Linked DNA regions of Sus scrofa: region 1 is linked to region 2. Evidence: chromatin contacts called from public promoter capture Hi-C data. All regions are on one chromosome and are shown on one strand. Each heading gives the region's core, a stretch centred on a gene start, on an enhancer-like site or on the middle of the called end of the contact. The rest is flanking DNA. Distances are from core to core; before and after follow the strand shown. Region 1 overlaps SLC30A7 (solute carrier family 30 member 7). Region 2 holds the start of DPH5 (diphthamide biosynthesis 5).

What was found. Promoter capture Hi-C pulls out the DNA fragments that hold promoters and counts their contacts.
Region 1: a promoter capture Hi-C map of liver shows a contact between it and region 2, with 4 times the contacts expected there. The contact joins the enhancer-like site here to the promoter of DPH5 in region 2. A contact is called at or near these places in 1 of 5 promoter capture datasets (liver), 5 of 47 Hi-C or Micro-C datasets (embryonic fibroblasts, liver, skeletal muscle and 1 more) and 2 of 2 datasets of contacts at active chromatin or transcription factors (alveolar macrophages and skeletal muscle).

Annotation. Positions count from the first base shown.
Region 1 is chr4:117,339,277-117,345,110 of Sscrofa11.1, reverse strand. All of the region lies in intron 8 of SLC30A7 (solute carrier family 30 member 7), which reads left to right. Among named protein-coding and RNA genes, the nearest start is that of SLC30A7, 54 kb to the left of the region's middle. Within about 2 kb of position 3,355, at least 2 of the 83 cell types and tissues checked have an H3K27ac peak or open chromatin away from gene starts, as enhancers often do. A contact at or near this core is called in embryonic fibroblasts and liver, where this site is marked.
Region 2 is chr4:117,264,961-117,270,539 of Sscrofa11.1, reverse strand. DPH5 (diphthamide biosynthesis 5) reads right to left here and starts at 1,510. Exons shown (of 8, transcript NM_001243679.1): 1 at 1,380-1,510; 2 at 994-1,151. The coding sequence starts at 1,128. It overlaps LOC106508363 (a long non-coding RNA gene), which reads left to right and starts at 1,556. Exons shown (of 7, transcript XR_002343569.1): 1 at 1,556-1,742.

The DNA of each region.
Region 1 (5,834 bases), core at 2,106-4,605, 73 kb before region 2:
AAATAAATAAATAAAATGTGGAAAGCATTTTAGCTTTTTTAATTTAATTTATTCTGCCAAAGAAAAAACTAGTCCCTTGCAATTATTCATTTTTAATGTTCATTGTTAATTTGTGTGTAATTAATTTGAAATGCTCCACGCTAGGTATAGCCTGCACTTGTTTGTTACTCAATATTTTAATGTAGTCAGCATCCAATGAATGTAATACTTAGAAAACTACTTCATGATATTACAATAAAAAAATCTCACAGTGATATTTTAAGTTTAATTTGGGTAAACAAACAACAGCACCTTTTCCTTTGCTTTGCTTTTCCTGTGTTAGGTTTGCTTCTCACAAACATGTAACTTTGGAAATTATCATTGAGGATGGGCCTAGAACAGAAACTAGGTGTCAGGGGTTTGCTTCTATTCAGCTTGCTTGCTTGCCTGCTTTTTAGGGCCACACTTGCGGCACATGAAAGTTCCCAGGCTAGGGGTACAGTCGGAGCTGCAGCTGCAGAGATCGAACCTGCATCCTCATGGATACTAGTTGGGTTTGTAACCTCCTGAGCCACCACAGGAACTCCTCAACTTTAGACTGTACCAGTTAGCTCTCAGAGAGCAGAAAACGTTCATATTCTTATAACTGTTCATCTTCTGCTGAGCTTTTCAAATTTTTTTTTGTGGTCCAGGCTTCCTGCACCCTCTCAAGATCAGCTTCTCCTAACGTCAGAACTCTCCTTTAGGCCAAGGTGCTTTGGCAGCACTAACAAAGCACCGCGATGCCTTAACTGCAAGAAGTCTTGCAGAGCAGTTAAGAGGATTCATTGTGGAGCAAAACTGCCTTGGGTTCAAATCCTGTTTTTACCATTTAGCTGTGTGACCTTGAGCACATCCCTGAGCTTCAGTTTTCCATCTTTAAAATGGGGCTGATCAATACCTACCTCATAGTTTGTTATATTAGATTAAATAGGGTAAGATACCTCAAGGCTAGAGCAGACCTGCCCCATGGCAAGCATTGTATTAAGTGTTAATTGCTGGACTTATAACTAAACAGACCCAGTCTAGATCAGGTTCCTTATAATCTTGTTAAAAAACCTAGATATTTTTCAGCACTTTGGTCCCATCCCTCTTGGATTTTTCCTGATCTTAAGGCCTTTTTGTTCTGAGTTAAAAGCTGTGATCACTGAAGCAGATAATTAGGTTGATTTGGATAATACTGACAAATATTTCTTGCCATCTGATCCGTTTTTCCCAAATGAAGTCCTGTTTCTTCACTGCTATACTTTTAAAACATGCCAGTCTCTGTACAGACCTTCATCTCCTGCCTTTGTCGGTCTCAGCCTACGCACTGTTTGCAGTGAGGTAGTGGGGAGGTTCCTCCAGGACTCATTATCTTTCAATACAAATGTTACCGTATTTAATAAGAATAATAAGATTTATTCCAAACTTCTCTCAAAACACGGCGTGTGTATCTCGTGGAGATCCTTACTCTCTTACTTTTTCAATTCCATCGTCTCTCCCCATTTCCCTCCCTCTTGACAGGGTGGTATCATGAATCCCCTTAATTTTTCTTATTTCTTTGCACCTTTGTTCTCCATGGATATGTAATATCACTTCGTAATTTTTTTCGCTTATGTTGCTGGTATGATTTTCGTTTCTTATTCATGAGAATGAAGAGACTTTATTCAGATCGTAAATTGCACATCAAGAGTTAGGAATGCTGCTTGCTCCTGCCTACGTGTAATTCTTCCTAACTTATACTTGAATAGAGGATAAGATACTTTTGCTTCTGTTTTTTAGAGATGCTTTTTGGGGGAATGACTGAACTAAGGGGCTCTTTTACTGTTGTTATTTAGTTGTTAAGGGTTGAAAGTCATGTCAACATGAGCTGTTCTACATTTTAATAATCTTCCACTAATGTTCGCAGTTTTAAAATGGATTATTCAGCAGACGTGTGTCAAGAGCTTTAATATATTCCACGGGGCACTGTGCTGGGCCCTGGAAATAAAAGGATATGACGTGGTCTCTGATCCAGAGGACTCAGTCCTGAGGAGACACTGCGGTGTAGTGCAGAGAGCCTTAGCATTCCGGCATCCAGCTCTGCTGCTCACCAGTGTCTAACAAAGAGCAGGTTGTCTTAATCTCTCTGAGACAGTTTTCTCCTCTGTAATGTGAAGGAATTGGCCTAAATGATCGCTTATGGTCTTGTCTACATCTGTGATTCCAACATTTTCTTAGTTACTTAAGGTTGTTGTGCGGATCAAATTCGAAAACATTTATTAAAATACTTTAAAAATTAAGTGTTGTCTAAACAAAAACATCACTATTTACTAATTTGACATTATTTACTCATGCTCTTGGTCCAAAGACCAGATGCATTAAGTGTTATAACTAAGTTCCAGAAGTTTAAGGAAAATGGTGACCTTTTCATGACTTCAGCTCCAAGTTCTAAGGGTATTTTCGGGTATCTTATCATCTCCATTATTGAGTAAAGTAGGTATTCTGTAAATATGGATTTATTTAAACCATACGTTTCAGAAACTCAGTGTAATTATAAGGTAAGCCACCATCCCTGTGATTTTGGGTTATCTGTTCTATAGCAGGCTTATGAAATTCTGGGCAATTGTTCTTTACTATGGAATAATGGTATTTGTGCAAATATGACTGCATATTTACAACTTGCCTTAGGATCCCCATGTCTAAATATAGACTATATTACTTTTAAGGGTCAATTTTCTTTGGCTTTTTTGTCTGCTGAACATTTTTGAGTATATTACATACACTAGACCTTCAAATTTATGGGTTCTCTTATAAAGTACAGCTATCTTTATGTTTGTGGTTTGTAAGAACTGCTGATAATATGTAGGAGGACGTAGCCCATAAGGCAGTTCAAAAAAGTTGAATCACTACTTATGTTTTAATTAATATTAATAGACATTTATTCTCAATCTAAAGAGTTTCAACACGGTGAAACTTTTTTATTGTTAATAAAAATGTTAATCATAACGATTATCACTAGTCTGTTCTTCCAGAGCTTTCATAATAGATACCCTTTTTGGTTTGTTTATAATTGTTGCTAGATCATTTTATTTACTGTTGAAATAGTGCAGCTCTCACTAAATGCTGCTTTTGAAGTAAGATTTGAATATATTTCCCTTTGCAAAGTTCCTGGCAATAGGGAGTAATAACCAACTGCTGCTTATTTAACCTGGTAGCATTTAAGCTTTCGTATTAATTTTTATGTTTCTGATTATATGATTATAAATTTGATTTACCTTTAGCTTTTGAGGAATAAAGCTATTACCATGTTTTACTGGTAAACTCATGTGCCTAATGACTCATTCTTTTTATGTATGCTAGGAAAATGGTATTTCATTGTTAAAGCTAGAATTGAGTTAGTCAACCAGAAGTGAACCTCTAATTGTTTCCAAATGCTTACTTTTTGGGTTTGGATGCAGCTCTAAGTCTTAGCTCAGTCAGGAATTTGCTAAGTTTGTCTTTTTCCCCATATCCTTTCATTATGGCTAGATAGATCCATGCTAAAATCTGTTTTATGATCCCCTATTACGATAGATAATCAGAAAAATATGGGTGCAAACTCCTGAGCTAAACACAATTTTAAAAGGCAAAAAGAGAGTTTCTACAGGTTTCTTTTACACTTTTATAACCTATAAAACTATATAACCTATGAAATTATTCTAGAAATTGACTTTTGTTCTAAATTGCTTATCACATGTGATTTAGCAAGCATCTTTTTCTCCCCACCTGAGTTCCATGACTTAGTTATAGCTCCAACCGCTAAAATTCTCAACAATATTTTAAAATTATTATTGGAGAAAATTAGCGTAATGCTTCCATGTGCTTTGGTGAAATGCTTGCTGCTGTTGAATATAAACATTTTATTATAATTCTACCTAAGTAAGCAACCATTCCAAAAAAATCAGAAAAAAACCTCAGTTGGTACACTCTCTCTATATTATTTCTTTATTATCAATTATATCTTTTATTTAGTTATTTTTAAATAAATGCTTGCTTCTGACATTATGTTTATTAAAATACTTATCTGTCTCACATTTTTGGAATTGAGTGTTAAAATGGATGATCTCTTAAATTCTCCATTAATTCTAATAGTGCAATATCTGTGATCATGGAATTTCCCCAGTTCTAGAATCCTCAAACTAAGAGCCACATGTGAAAGTAAATTTTAGGAGAAAAAGGGAAGTACTCGTTGTTATTGTTGTTTTTACAAAGAGAGTAGTAGACTTTGAGAGGGGACGCACATGGGTTACACATGTAAAAATTTGAACAAAGGTTGTTTGGGGTAGCTTATTAAGACACTGCAGTAAGGGAGCATCCTTAATGTTTTAAAGCATCTCCTTAAGGATTATTATAGATTGGACTCAACTATCTTGTATTTATTGTGTTTTAGCTCTTTGGGGGCAAAGTTAGACTAGCCCTTGGTAATCCAAAACAAACATTTGAAGTTATTTGCCAAGTGGAATTTTACCACTGTGGCTTAAGTAAAACATTGCTCAGTTGTGTGCCTGCTCTTGCTTTCGAGTCCATGTTCTCTTCTATTCCTTTCCCCCACTTTATTTTTCAAGATCTAGTCTTTATTTTTAAAGGTATCTTTAGAGGCCTTCTTACCTGCCCACTTGCATCTCTCACAAGTGTTCTATCTTAATAAATCTATTTCTTGCCTAAAAAAGAAGTATGTTTAAAAGTAAGTTGTCAACATACTAATAAAAAAACCTGTTCATCAAAAGTTCATGGAAAATGAAAATAGTGTAAGCTTCATTGACACTTGTTTTGACTCCCTATGGGCTTTCTTCTAAATGGTGGGTTCTGAAGTGTTTGTTGCCTGATTTCCATTGACCTCTACAGGCTTTTTCAGTGGTTTTGAATTCCTTTGAAGTAAGGCGTTGTGTATTATTTATCCTTTTATTTCTGGTGCCTGGCACATGGTAGGCAGACAGTAAATGTTTGTTGACTTTACTTATCAAAATTGGAGTCAAAAAACCTGTTTTTAATTATTCTAGCCTTTCTATTCACTAGCTATGTCCTTAGCTAACTTTGGTGCACTAGCCCTCCATTTCCACAACTCGAGTAAGAGTCCATCTGATTCTAGAAAATCTGGTGCCAAGCAAAGCATTATAGTGCTGAATAATTGCGTATTTGTATTGACTGCATAATAAAAGTCATTTGCAGGATTATCTGATTAGTAATGGATTAAATTGGTTTGCAAAGTATATCTCATTTGGTGATGCTGTCCTGTGTTCTTGTTGTGGAGTATATAAAAGCAACTTCTGGAGTTCCCATCGTGGTTCAGTGGTTAACGAACCTAACTAGGAACCATGAGGTTGCGGGTTCGATCCCTGGCCTTGCTCAGTGGGTTAAGGATCCAGTGTTGCCGTGAGCTGTGGGGTAGGTTGCAGATGTGGCTCGGATCCCGCGTTGCTGTGGCGTAGGCCGGTGACTACAGCTCTGATTACACCCCTAGCCTGGGAACCTCCATATGCCGCGGGAACGACCCTAGAAATGGTAAAAAGACAAAAAAAGACCAAAAAAAAAAAGCAACTTCTATTTTCTTTCATTTCCAAGTCTCTTCTCTCTCTAGCATTCCTTGTAGCTTGGCTATTTTTTTCTTATTGAATGAAAATCAAGATGAAAGAAATTGCCTAGATATTTAATCCACTTCCTCATTTTGTAAATGAGAAGATTGATGCTCAGAAGGTTAGACTATTTGTTTAAAGCTATTTAATGGCAGAATTAGAACCCAAGTCTCATGATTTCCAATCGAGTGATTTTTTTTTTTCCACCTCAGATATTTCCAGGCATTATTAGCCGTTTCT
Region 2 (5,579 bases), core at 261-2,760:
GAACTCCAGAATTCTAGCACTTTAACAAAGTACACATAATCTACTTGTAGGTGAGGTTGGGCCCAGCCCTAGATCCTGACCCTTTAGGTAATAATTCTACAAGTATGTTTTTGGGGAAAAAAATACTTTAAAAAGTCTTAACCAAAATTAACATTTAGTTAGCACTTCAATTTGCAAAGCACTTTCAAATACATCACCTTAAGAAATGATATAATATTAATAGCCTTCCAACTAGCTATTATCTCCATTTGACAAATGAAGAAACTGAGATATAGTGATGTTTGGAAATATATCTATTAACGAACCATGTTTCTGAACACTTTTGTGCCAGACACTATGCTAAAATCCTGTAAGAAATTTGACAATGAACCTGAACTTGACCCTTCCTCCAAAATTTACTGAGCCCTTAACCAGAACCAGGTAAATGTTTGATACACTAGCAAATTCCCTGGTTACTAAGATCCAGGCTCACTCAATACACCCAAGTGTATGGGTATAAGCCTTAACTGGGAGATGTCTATTTAAAGGTAAGTTCTCTCAGGATAGGATACAGACAGAAAGGAGATTACCGTTCTCTATGGAAATACTTCAAAGGGATAAGCTTTCAGCTCGATTCCTGAATACATAACCAACTCATTAAGGCTGAATAAGCACCTCATTAGCATTCAACTCAGAAAGGATTTCTTGGCTATCTCATGAAATAGCGGATTCTGATAACCATCCCCAGGAGTGTAAAGCAATTCTCCTTTCCTATTTAATGGAAAAAGCCACACAATTAGACTTGTAGAGTAAAAAAAGGTCCCTTTCCTTTTCCAAATCACTTGGTTGGTGTATGACTCCCAATTTTGTAATACCCAGATTCGTAACGAGTACGGGATGTGTTTTAATCGGTTTAAACCAACAGACGTGAAAAAGTCGGTACGGCGTAGCATACTAAAACTCAGCTGTTAGATATCGTTCTTCCTAGAAGGCTGGAAAGCCTTGGGCACCTACCAGCACTTCCTTCCCTACAGTCAGGATTGAGGTATAGGCTTCCAGATACACTCGACTGCAGCGTCTTACAACTTCCAGGCCCTTGACTGTGATGTCCTTGGCATCTCCCAGGCCCAAACCGATCATGTAAAGCATTTCCAAGTCCAGGGGGAGGGCGACTGCAGGACGAAATGAACAAGAAAATCAAGTGCCAGCTACACCGACGATACCAAAAATCTAGAGGTGAACACCAAGACGAAAACCCAAACAGCTCGGGGAGGGACCGCCTATCACAGGAGGGAGGTTTAAGAACCTAATCTCACGCCTTTTAAATAAGGATTGGAGTGTTTTTAAACAACCCTAACCGCCTTCTCTCTTGTTACACAAACCTAGGGACAGATGGTTACCGTTGGGAGAATCGTAGCTGGGGCCCTGTCTTCCCAACTCCCTAATAGCCGCTGCTCCCCAGAAGCAGTGCCCAGGCAGAGGATGTGCGCTGAGCAGGGATCCACGCCGTCGCCCTCACCTACGGTGCCGTAAAGCGCCGGCGCTTCGCGGCACTTTACGACTAGCTGGGAGGGTGGCTCCCACAGGCTCTGGGCGGGGAGACTCGCCGCGCCTAGGAATGACCCGTACGTAGGCTGCTGGGGTGAGAAGGCGTAAGGTCAGCCGGACGGGGGGAGTCTGATCAGTGACCTCAGCATGGCCTTTGGGAAGGGACGAGGCCGGCCCACTATCCCCCTAGCTTAAACATGCCCAGCCTGGGACCGGTAAGTGCAGAAGCTCTTTACCCTTGAAGAGCCGCCCGCGAGGTTGGGCCGAGGAGCCCACACGCCTTCCGCGTCTCCTCCAGACGCAGGAGGGGGGGCGGGAGGAAGGAATTTCCCTAATTTTCTCCGGGATTGCCCAAGTGCACACATTCCCATCCTCGCCTTTTCATTCGACTGTATTTTAACCAGCTGCCTCCCTGGTGAGGTGACAGCCTGGAAGACCTGGTGATGAGTGTCGGTTCTGATTTCCCAGCGGGGCAGTGATTCCTTGGGTTTGTCCCCAGGCCCTCATTCTGGAGTGCCCCAAGTGGCGTGACTGGAATCTGCCTCAGTCATCCTCACTGTCAGTGCCGGGAAGCCCAGACCCTCCTGTGCCCAGAGAAGTGACCTTTAAGAATGCTAAGGGATTTCAAATGTAGACCTAGTGCTTCCACGGGGAATTCTTAAAGTGGTTGGTTAGAAGTAGTTCCAATATCGAAATTATTTGTTTTGACTGAATATGCTTTTCCTGAGGTCACTAGTGACCTCATCCAAGATAGCGTTGATTACTCAGTGTTCCTTGTGTTTCTCCGACAATGGCTTGTGTCTTGTTTGCTCAACTCTGCTTCCTTTGGCCTTGGCTTTATCTCTTCTTCCCGAATTCCGTCCAGTCTTTGACTTTATTGTTCTATAAACTCTTTTTTTCTTTCTTTTTTTTTTTTTTTCTTTTTAGGGCCGCACCCTCGACATATGGAGGTTCCCGGGCTAGGGGTTGAACCCGAGCTACAGCTGCCAGCCTACATCACAGCCACAGCAGTGCCAGATCGGAACCTCATCTGCGACCTACACCACAGCTCATGGCAATGCAGGATCCTTAACCCACTGAGCGAGGCCAGGGATCAAACCTGCGACCTCATGGTTCCTAGTCGTATTTGTTTCTGCTGGGCCAGGAGGGGAACTCCTGTTCCGTACACTCTTAATGATCCGTTCTATCCAATATCATTATATTGACCCATTCCTCACACAATGTACATAATTAAACTCAAAATGTCTCATAGATGTAAGTGGAAAACATAAAACTTCCAGAAGAAAACAGGGGAAAATATTGGTGACCTACTTCCAAATATTTCTGAAGTGCAATACAAAAGCATGATGCAAGAAAAAAAAATGATAAGATTGTACCCCAACAAGATAAAAGCTATGGTCTTCAAAAAAACACTGAAGCCATACACTGGGAGAAAATATTTGCAAAGCATATGTGTGATAAAGCACTTACATCGAGACTATATAAAGTACTCTCAAAACACAATAACAAGAAAACACCCAATTTTTTAAATGTGAAAAAAAATTGAGCACATCCCTAAAGAAGATACATGAATAGAAAAATAAGCATTTGAAAAGATGCCAAACATCATTAGACATTAGAGAAATCAAAATCAAAACCACAATGAGATAACTACTACACACCTATTAGAATGGCTAAAGTCAGAAACAAAAACAAAGCTTTGACTATTCACTTTCATGATTTCAGTTACCTTTAATAGTTTGCAGACTCAAATTTCAACCTCCCATTCAGACCCCTCCTCAACATCCTGTATTTAACTTTCTGCTGGAAAGCATCTGGATAACCTGGAGGCATGTCAAATCTAACACATCCAAAGCTGAATCCATCTTTTAACCTTTCAACTTGGCTTTTTCCTCTGTTATCTGCTTTGATTGGAAGACACTGTCATCTCTAGGCGCTTATCCAGGCCAGATACCTGGAAGTCACCTCACATTTTAATTTGACAATCATGCTGTTTTTTTCTTGGTAGAAACCACACCTGCCATCACGGTCTTGGTTCAGGTCCTGTTATGTCACTCCTGCAGCTTGTCAGCATGTCTCCCTCACATACATCCCTCTTTCAGGAGCCAGGGAGATCTAGCTCAGAAACAATCTGAAAATGTCATTCCCCTTCTAAATCCTTTTGAGGCCAAGAGAAGGTCCAGGCTCCTTTAACATATCCCACAAAATCACCCATGATGTGACAACTGTCTCCAATACATCCCATGAGCTTTTCCTCTAGCAGTTCACCCCTGCGCCCACGCATGCTGCTCTGTGCCTCGCTGCCTTTAGTCAGGCAGCCACTTCAACATGGAATACCCGCTCCCATTCTCTCCTGCCTAAATTACTGCTATCATTCTTGAAGACTAAACTCAGGAAGCAGCCCTAGAGATCCCCAGGCTAGGTTAGGTATCTTCTTTTCATTACAGTAACACTTCATACATGGACTTATCATCAATTTAAGTATTTTGTAATTCTTTTACGTATGTTCTCTTTACAAAACCATCAATTTAATGGAATTAGGAACTGTATTTTACTCATATTCTCATCCTTAAGGCTTAGCACAGTTTTCAGCACATAGCAGGTATTCAATAAATGTTAACTAGACCATTATTTACCCATTAATAGCTAGGTGATTTCTTATGATGTCTTTTTCTGTCTTTATGAAATGCAGGGAGTGGTATGCTCTGGATGATTACCGAAAAATCGTTGACAGGATTATCAAACATAAACATGCCTTGCTTAGCACACTTTAGAAAGTCATTTATGTTGAAAGCCTTATGACACACATCACATATACTTCCATGCATACTATTTAGCAGGTGAATTTTCCAACGTACTGTTTTTTTTTTTTTTTTTAATTGCTTTTTAGTGCTGCATTTGCAGCATATGAAAGTTCCCAGGCTAGGGGTTGAATTGTAGCTACAGCTGCCTGTCTATACCACAGCCACAACAGTTGGGGATCTGAGCCGCATCTGCAACCTACACCACAGCTCATGGCAACACCAGACCCTTAACCTACTGAGCAAGGCCAGGGATCGAACCTGCATCCTCACAGATACTAGTCGGATTCATTTCTGCTGCCCCACGACGGGAACTCCCTGTACTGGTCATTTTTTTTTTTTAACATGTTTTTGTTTTTAGATTTTCACAGGGAAAGGACATTTCCAATAAGAATAATTAGTAATCCAAAAGAAGGCTTTATCTCCTTTGAGGAAATCTATATTGAAATAGAAGTTATTCTGAGTAGAAAAGAATTGTATTTTTAGATACAGAAGTAATTTCATGTTTGACTTTCCAAAATTTAGTCAAAGGAGCTTACTTTCATTATAGAATTCTTAAACTTTTCTGTTTGCCTTTATTTCGCAGTAGGAGGATGAATTTGGAGGACTTTTCTGGAGGTAGATAATGTAAAGGTGCAATCTTTTTTCCTCTCCAACTCAACAGATGAACAGATGTAACTCGAAGACTCATCTTTTTCTGCAGAGTTATTCTGTGTGATTTGGTTTCTCCCTTGCCATTTAAAATGTTTCAAATATGATTGCATTTTCCCCAACAATCTATCATTAAAAATTTCAAACAATATAGAAAAGTTGAAACAATTTTACAATAAATGTCCATATAGCCACCTCCTAGGTTTTACAGTTTTAATATTTTTGCTGTATTTACTCAATAACATATCCATCCACCCAGCCGTTAATCCATGTTGTTACTATTGTTGCATTTCCAAGGGAGTTGTAAGCATAAATAACACATGATTTCATTTTACGTAAAAGATAACCCCCTTGTTTAGGTAACAGATTAACACAGCATACATACCTAAGCATATAGCTAATTAAATATCATTTCTTCACCTAATTTAGACAGGGCCTTGAGAATTTTGCTTTAAGACAGTTTCAGATTAATTTTCAATCAACAGTGTAACATTATTTTGATAATAATGAGAGCAAGTAGAATACGTGTTTATTTCTAATAACGTAGCAAATTTGAAATTTTATACTTAGTACAAGAGAGAGTGGTGGTTATAGAGAACT